2 separate regions of the Sus scrofa genome follow, and region 2 is linked to region 1. Evidence: chromatin contacts called from public Hi-C data. All regions are on one chromosome and are shown on one strand. Each heading gives the region's core, a stretch centred on a gene start, on an enhancer-like site or on the middle of the called end of the contact. The rest is flanking DNA. Distances are from core to core; before and after follow the strand shown.

Region 1 (3,036 bases), core at 204-2,703:
AAAAAGATATTGTATTAAACTGTCAACTGAAGGAGTTCCCTGGTGGCCTAATGGTTAAGGATCCTGAGTTGTCAAGGCTGTGGTGTGGGTTTGATCCCTGGCCCAGAAACTTTGGGCGTGTCAAAACAACAACAAAATTGTCAACTTTGCACAAGGTGAAAGTTGTGAGTTAAGTTCTATTCTGGGAACTTACTGAGGGCTATAGCCCAGGAGACAGCCTCTCAGCTCTGAGGACCTGCTCCTAAGAAGTAAGGGAGGAGCCAGGAATAGATATCAACTTTGCTAGGGAAAATATTTGTAGTCAAGCCTAAAAAGAGTTACATCTCAAGTTAACGATTTTAGTGTTTTTTCTGTGTATGGGGAGATGTTAGAGTGTCGGGGAGTCATTGAAAATTTTCCTTCGGTATGTAGCTTCATTACCTTGGGGCCAGTGAATCCAAAGTACAGAATGCTTCCTGTTTTTCTCCATCCTGAATTGCCTGCAGGGTGCATTGCCTGTGAGGACTGCAGTGGCTAATGGCTGGATTCTTATAGAACCAGAATGGCAGACAACATTTTTTTTTTCCAAAGACAATCAAATATGTTATTAAAATAAATTTCAGCAGTTTCTTCTTACTTTTAAAAAGAAGTGCTACTATGAAATGCAAAATTACACAGGCGGCTCATATTTCCAATGGCCAGCAATGACCTAACCCGTCGGGCAAATAGTAAAAGCCCCCCAAATGGTGGCTACTGTTGCATGATAGGAATGAGAATGTCATTTCTTTGTGAAGACTAACAGTGCTTAACACTGAACGTTGAGAAACATTCACCCTGAGTGTACAGTACTACATTTGTTTTCGTACACCGCCCCTCGCCCCCGCAAGTTCTTACTGCAACATGGAAAGCTAGAAAATAACAATTCTGATAAAGGATAAAAGAACGGACGTAGCAAGCTGGATTGTAAGGAGAGGTTTTAGATTTGTCACTTCGGGTTGGTCCCACGCCCAGAAAATGAAAACTGTCCGAAGTTTCTACACTCGCACCCCAATGCGTGCCCCATGACAGCTCCCAAGGCCTGCCGCCGACCTTGCTGCCCGAACTTGTGGCCTTTCCCGGAAGCTTGTCAACCTCTTCCCAAAGAAGAATGGCCTGAGTCCGGCGGGGCTCCTGCGCCACCGATCTCCGCGCTCCGGATGCCCAGTCCAGCTCTAACGGCGGCTGGTTCAGAACACTTGCGGAGGCCGGCGCGCCGTGGCAGAGCCCCAGGACGAAGCCGCCCGGCGACTGCAGCGCAGGGGTAGACGCGGCTGGACGGCGAGCCAGCCGGGAAGCTGCGGGCGGACCCAGCCCCCGAGACGCCAAGCTCCGGTCGGGTAGGGAGCCGCCCTACGCTCCACAGCCGGAGGCGGGCTCCACGCCCCTTTCGAATCCGGAGCCGGGCTGATGACGAACACAGGGCGCGACGGACGCACACACCGCCCCGCGCTCGCACGACGGTGCGTGCAGGGAGCGCGAGGAAGTCCCGGGCCGTCACCGGCGCGACCAGCGTTCCGCCTCCTCCGCTCCCTGCGCTCTCGCCACCTCGGCAGCTCGGCGCCAGCCTCCCGCCTCCGTCCGAGGCCTCCGCTGCTGCGAGGCTCCCGGCTTCGCTCCTGTCTCTTTAAATGGTGGGGCCAACGGGCCGCCCCTGCAGCTGCTGCCTGGGTGGCCCCGCGCGCCGCTATTGAGGAACGAACCAAGATGGCGGCGGCTTTGGCTCTGTGAGGAAGACGGAAGAGGCGGCGGCAGCGGCGGAGGGACAGGGACCCCCAGGAGCCAGGAGCGCTCCTGCTCCTGGGCGCTCTCGGAGTCTTCCGCGCACTGGTAGCAGTTGCAGCAGGAGCAGGCGCTCGTCGGCTTCGGACATTTGAAACTGGAGCGGAGCGCAGCCCCAGCTGCGGTGGCAGGACCAGGTATCAGGAAGGAAAACATGGCGGCGGCGGCCTGAGGAGGCGGCGGCGGCGCGGGAAGCGGCTTCGCGGAGATCATGGCGGAGGCGGGAGCAGGGCAGTGACCGGCGCCCCGAGTTCCTACCGCGGCGGCACAGGAGGCTGCGAAGCGCTGCGCGCCCCCCTCGGGGTGGCTGGGCTCGCCGGGCCCGGACAATAGCGCCGAGGAGCGGGAGGCGAGGCAAGGCGGGGGCCCAGAGCTCGGGCCCCGCGGCGGGCCATGCGGGCGGCAGCGCGGCCCCGGGGCGGCCAGAGGCGGCAGTGAGGCCGAGGAGCCCTCGGCTTGCGGGCGTCCTCCTCACTCGGCTCCCGCCTCCCCGGACCCCCTTTCCGGGCGACTCCGGCGGGGCCTTTGCTCCGGCCCCCGCGCGGCACGATGACCGACACTCGGCGGCGGGTGAAGGTTTACACGCTCAACGAGGACCGGCAGTGGGACGACCGGGGCACCGGGCATGTGTCGTCGGGCTACGTGGAGCGGCTGAAAGGCATGTCCCTGCTTGTCAGGGCCGAGAGCGACGGTGAGTGAACCCCTCGGCGGCGGGACCCTCCCCTCGTCGCGGCCCTGGGCCACCTCCCGGCTTCCACGGGGCCCGTGGCCCTCTCTCCGAGGGGGTGGCTGGGGCGGCCGCCGCCTCGGGGGAGGGCCCCCGGCACCCCTGTCCCCCCGGAACTGCTCCGAGAGCCCTCGAAGTGTTTTCTTTCTCTGGGCGCCGGGTCGTGAGCAGAGCCAGGCACCCTTGAGCTCTGCCGCCTGGGAGTGTGGAGAGGTCGGGGACCTGGGGGCGGGAGTCCGGACCGTGCTGTTCTCTTACACCAGAGTGACCTTGAGAAAGGCACTGATTAATCCGATCTCCTGCCTTAGTTCTCTTATCTGTAAAGCAGGCATGAAACTTGCCCAGAGCTAAGAAAGTTTTAGCTGTTTACTCTTTGGAGCATAAATATTTTGCTGTTTGTCTTTTTTTAAAAAAAAATATATTTCTGCTGCATTTTTCTGATCCTCTTGCAAGTTGGCATCCCTAGTTTATGAATCAGGCAGGTAACTCTGCACTCGGCAAAGAAAATATTT
Region 2 (3,036 bases), core at 249-2,748, 1.4 Mb before region 1:
TAATTGTATAAAATTTAAATTTTATGACCATGTTTGGACCGTTTAACATTAAACACAATGGAAATGTTCATATTCATTTTTTTCCCCAAAGGAAAATTTTCTGAATCATCACTATGTTGCACAGTAGAATAAAAATATGAGTCCAGGTAAACTTATTCAAGTTTCTAAAGAATGCAAATAACAGGTAAAATTTTACTTCCAAAATCTGAAGTCATTAACATGATTTTGTAGTACTGTATCTCAGGCTTTACCTAAAAACTCATTATTATTCAGATAAAGATAGTCCCCTAGTCACATTTTTTTTAAAAAGCCTCTGCCCCACCACAACTTCCTGAGATCTGTGAAGGAACTGCAGTCTTGTGATCAGGCTCCATACAATACCGGCAGTTTTGTACTTGTAAGGAAAAAATGGCGACTGATTTTATGTGTCAATCAGTTGTAGTCTGCTGATCTGATTAGACGCCTTGACAAATGCCTGGTGGCGATTGCATATAACGGCCAAGCATATGGGAATAATACAGTAACCCACCGTCTTGGGGTCAGCTCTTGTACAAGAGTAAAGGAACAAAAACATCTGTAAGTACGGTATCAGAAAAATAATTGTCCAAAACCAAAAAGGTAGGGAAAGTAACCGAGATTTCAAGGAGTGTGTCCATGTGGTTCCCTCAAGGGGCTCCTCTGGGTGCTGCTGAATGTGTTCCAAGGCCAGCCTGTTGTAAGTCTCATTGATTTCAAAAACGTAGTAAAATGCTGCTGCACTTGCTAACAGATACAATCCCACTCCAATCCATCCCATCCGCTGACGGAAGTTCATCATTCTCCATGCTCTGTGCCTTCCGGTTTAAAAAAAAAAAAAATAGTTAGGGTCTAATAAAGCTGGTATTTGTCAACTATTCCAAATGTACTTTATTTCCAATAAGCTCTAAAATACCCCCCCAAACACATGTGAGGTTTAAAATAACTAAATTTCCATTTATTAAAGAAATGTAAACAACTTACAGGTTTTCTGTGAGTTATGAGGAAGTAAAGCTTCAGTATATATTGAGTGTGTTTTTATGCGAATCCCACAGATCAACAAATCATATCTAGCTTAAATGGGTCCAGCACACCTTCCCTTAAACTGTAATTAAACTAGTTTTCTACGCAACATTTCACGTGTACAGTTCAAATACTTTCTGATTCACCAGTATTGCTTCATGTCACTCGGTTCTACAAGTCAAACCAATGTTGGAGCCCCCAAGTTAAGAAAGTAACTCTTAAACCCTTACAGTGGTCCCGAAAATCTTCCTGTTCCCACGGGAAGCGTTAAAGAGTCACTCAGCTCTGAATAATCGGGTGGCTTTGGCATTTCAGAGGAAGCCACCATAAAAGAAATCCCCGGGGTTACCGGCTGGGAGAATGGTGAGCACCGCCAGTCTGGAGCAAAAGCTAATTGTGATTAAGCACAGCGTGACTGTAGCCGGTCACGCGGCGGTCCGGCCCCTGTCGCGGCTGCCGGAGCCCCAGCAGATGTCACCCGGCCCAGCCCGGAGGCTCCCAGCCGCTCCGGCCTCCCTGCGGCCGGCCCCGCCCCCTGTCGCGCTGCAGCGCCCGCCGGCCGCGACCAGGGCTGCGCGGGCGGCGCCAGACCCGGGCCTCTTCGCCTTGCAGCGCCGGGAGCCCAGGACCGGGCAGCGGCCACCGGCCGAGCCTGCGGAGCTGGGCAGATTCCGACTCTCACCTCCTGTCCGGGTTGGCCCGCCCGCCGGCCGTCCCGGATGCTGCCACAGTCCGGGCTTCCGGCCCCGGCCGGAAGCGCCCTGCCCCGCCCCCAAAGGCCCGCCTCCCTTGGTGACGTCAGGGCCCCTCGGCAGCCGCGGGGCAGCCTCCTCCCGAGCGCACCTGACAGCTCTCGGATCGCTACGCAGGCGGAGGTTGCCGAGGCACCGGTGGTGACGCGACCTTCGGGTGGGCTGCCATCTGGGCCTGGTCCCTTCAGCGCTCCTCGACCTCTGTGCTTCGCTAGCGGCTCTGATCGCCGCGTCGTGCCTTGCTGCGGAGAGCGCCGCAGCGACGAGCGGTCAGCCATCCTCCGGCGCTCGTCTGCGCAGCCCCGGTTATCCCTCTCGGGTGTCCCTTCGAGTGGAGGAGAGGCCACTCTCCCGCTCCTCGGGCCAGGCCATCCGGGAAGCATCGGCAGCAGGTCTTGGCGCCTCGGCCGCCGGCGGTGGACACAGACACTGGCGACTAGATAATGGAGTGGGGAAGCGGGACCCCGCGGTCTGCTGCCGGGCGCCCGAGGCCGAGAGAGGGTAAGGTGGCTGGCTGCCGCAGTAGGGCCGGCCGCTGGCGCGGGTCCTCTGGGCTTCTCCGGGCTCGGGTCATTCCTTGACACTTTCAACTAACCCGATTGCTTGGTCCTTGCAGCCCGTCGGAACTCCGGACGTAGGAGAGACTTGACGGGGGTTCCTCGGAGGAACACTGTGAACTGTGGTGGCATCCGTGGCCAGGGCAAATTGGAATTTCAATCGGTTGTTTGAGGGGCACCATGACGCTGAGGCTCTTAGAAGACTGGTGTAGGGGGATGGATGGGAACCCTCGGAAAGCACTGTTGATTGCCGGCATCCCCCAGGCCTGTAATGTGGCAGAAATGCAGGAGGCTCTGTAAGCTGGTTTAGTTCTTTTGGGCGAGTACCGACTGACTGCTCAGGAGGCTGTTCCGGAGGGATGAGAATAGGCACGTAGCTTTAATAGGGCTTACTGAGGAGACAAGTCATGCTCTAGTCCCTAAGGAGATACCCGGAAAGGGGCGTGGCTGGAGAGTGATCTTTAGCCCCCAGACCCAGACAACGAATTTTTAAGCAGATTACATGAATTCTTAAAGGGAGAGGGCATGACTTTGGGTGAGTTTACCAGAGCCCTTGGCTATGGAAACGGCCCTTTTGAACTAGACCAGGGCATGATCCCAGAAATGCAGGCTGCTATGTTGGCACAGGCATTAGATGAGGCTGTGCAGCCTGCCCTGTAATACTTGAAGTACAAAAAGCCGAAAGTATT

Evidence for each region. Hi-C and Micro-C count contacts between places; a contact is called where the count stands out from the background.
Region 2: a contact with region 1 is called in a Hi-C map of embryonic fibroblasts, with 1.9 times the contacts expected there. The contact joins the promoter of TMEM251 here to the promoter of PPP4R3A in region 1. A contact is called at or near these places in 1 of 47 Hi-C or Micro-C datasets (embryonic fibroblasts) and 1 of 2 datasets of contacts at active chromatin or transcription factors (alveolar macrophages).

Annotation. Positions count from the first base shown.
Region 1 is chr7:113,147,405-113,150,440 of Sscrofa11.1, reverse strand. PPP4R3A (serine/threonine-protein phosphatase 4 regulatory subunit 3A) reads left to right here and starts at 1,453. Exons shown (of 15, transcript XM_005666399.3): 1 at 1,453-2,488. The coding sequence starts at 2,347.
Region 2 is chr7:114,572,855-114,575,890 of Sscrofa11.1, reverse strand. It overlaps TMEM251 (transmembrane protein 251), which reads right to left and starts at 1,498. Exons shown (of 2, transcript NM_001001629.1): 1 at 1,269-1,498; 2 at 4-833. The coding sequence starts at 1,348. The coding sequence ends at 422. It overlaps MOAP1 (modulator of apoptosis 1), which reads left to right and starts at 1,839. Exons shown (of 5, transcript XM_021099631.1): 1 at 1,839-2,291; 2 at 2,407-2,680; 3 at 2,682-2,808; 4 at 2,811-3,036. The coding sequence starts at 2,528.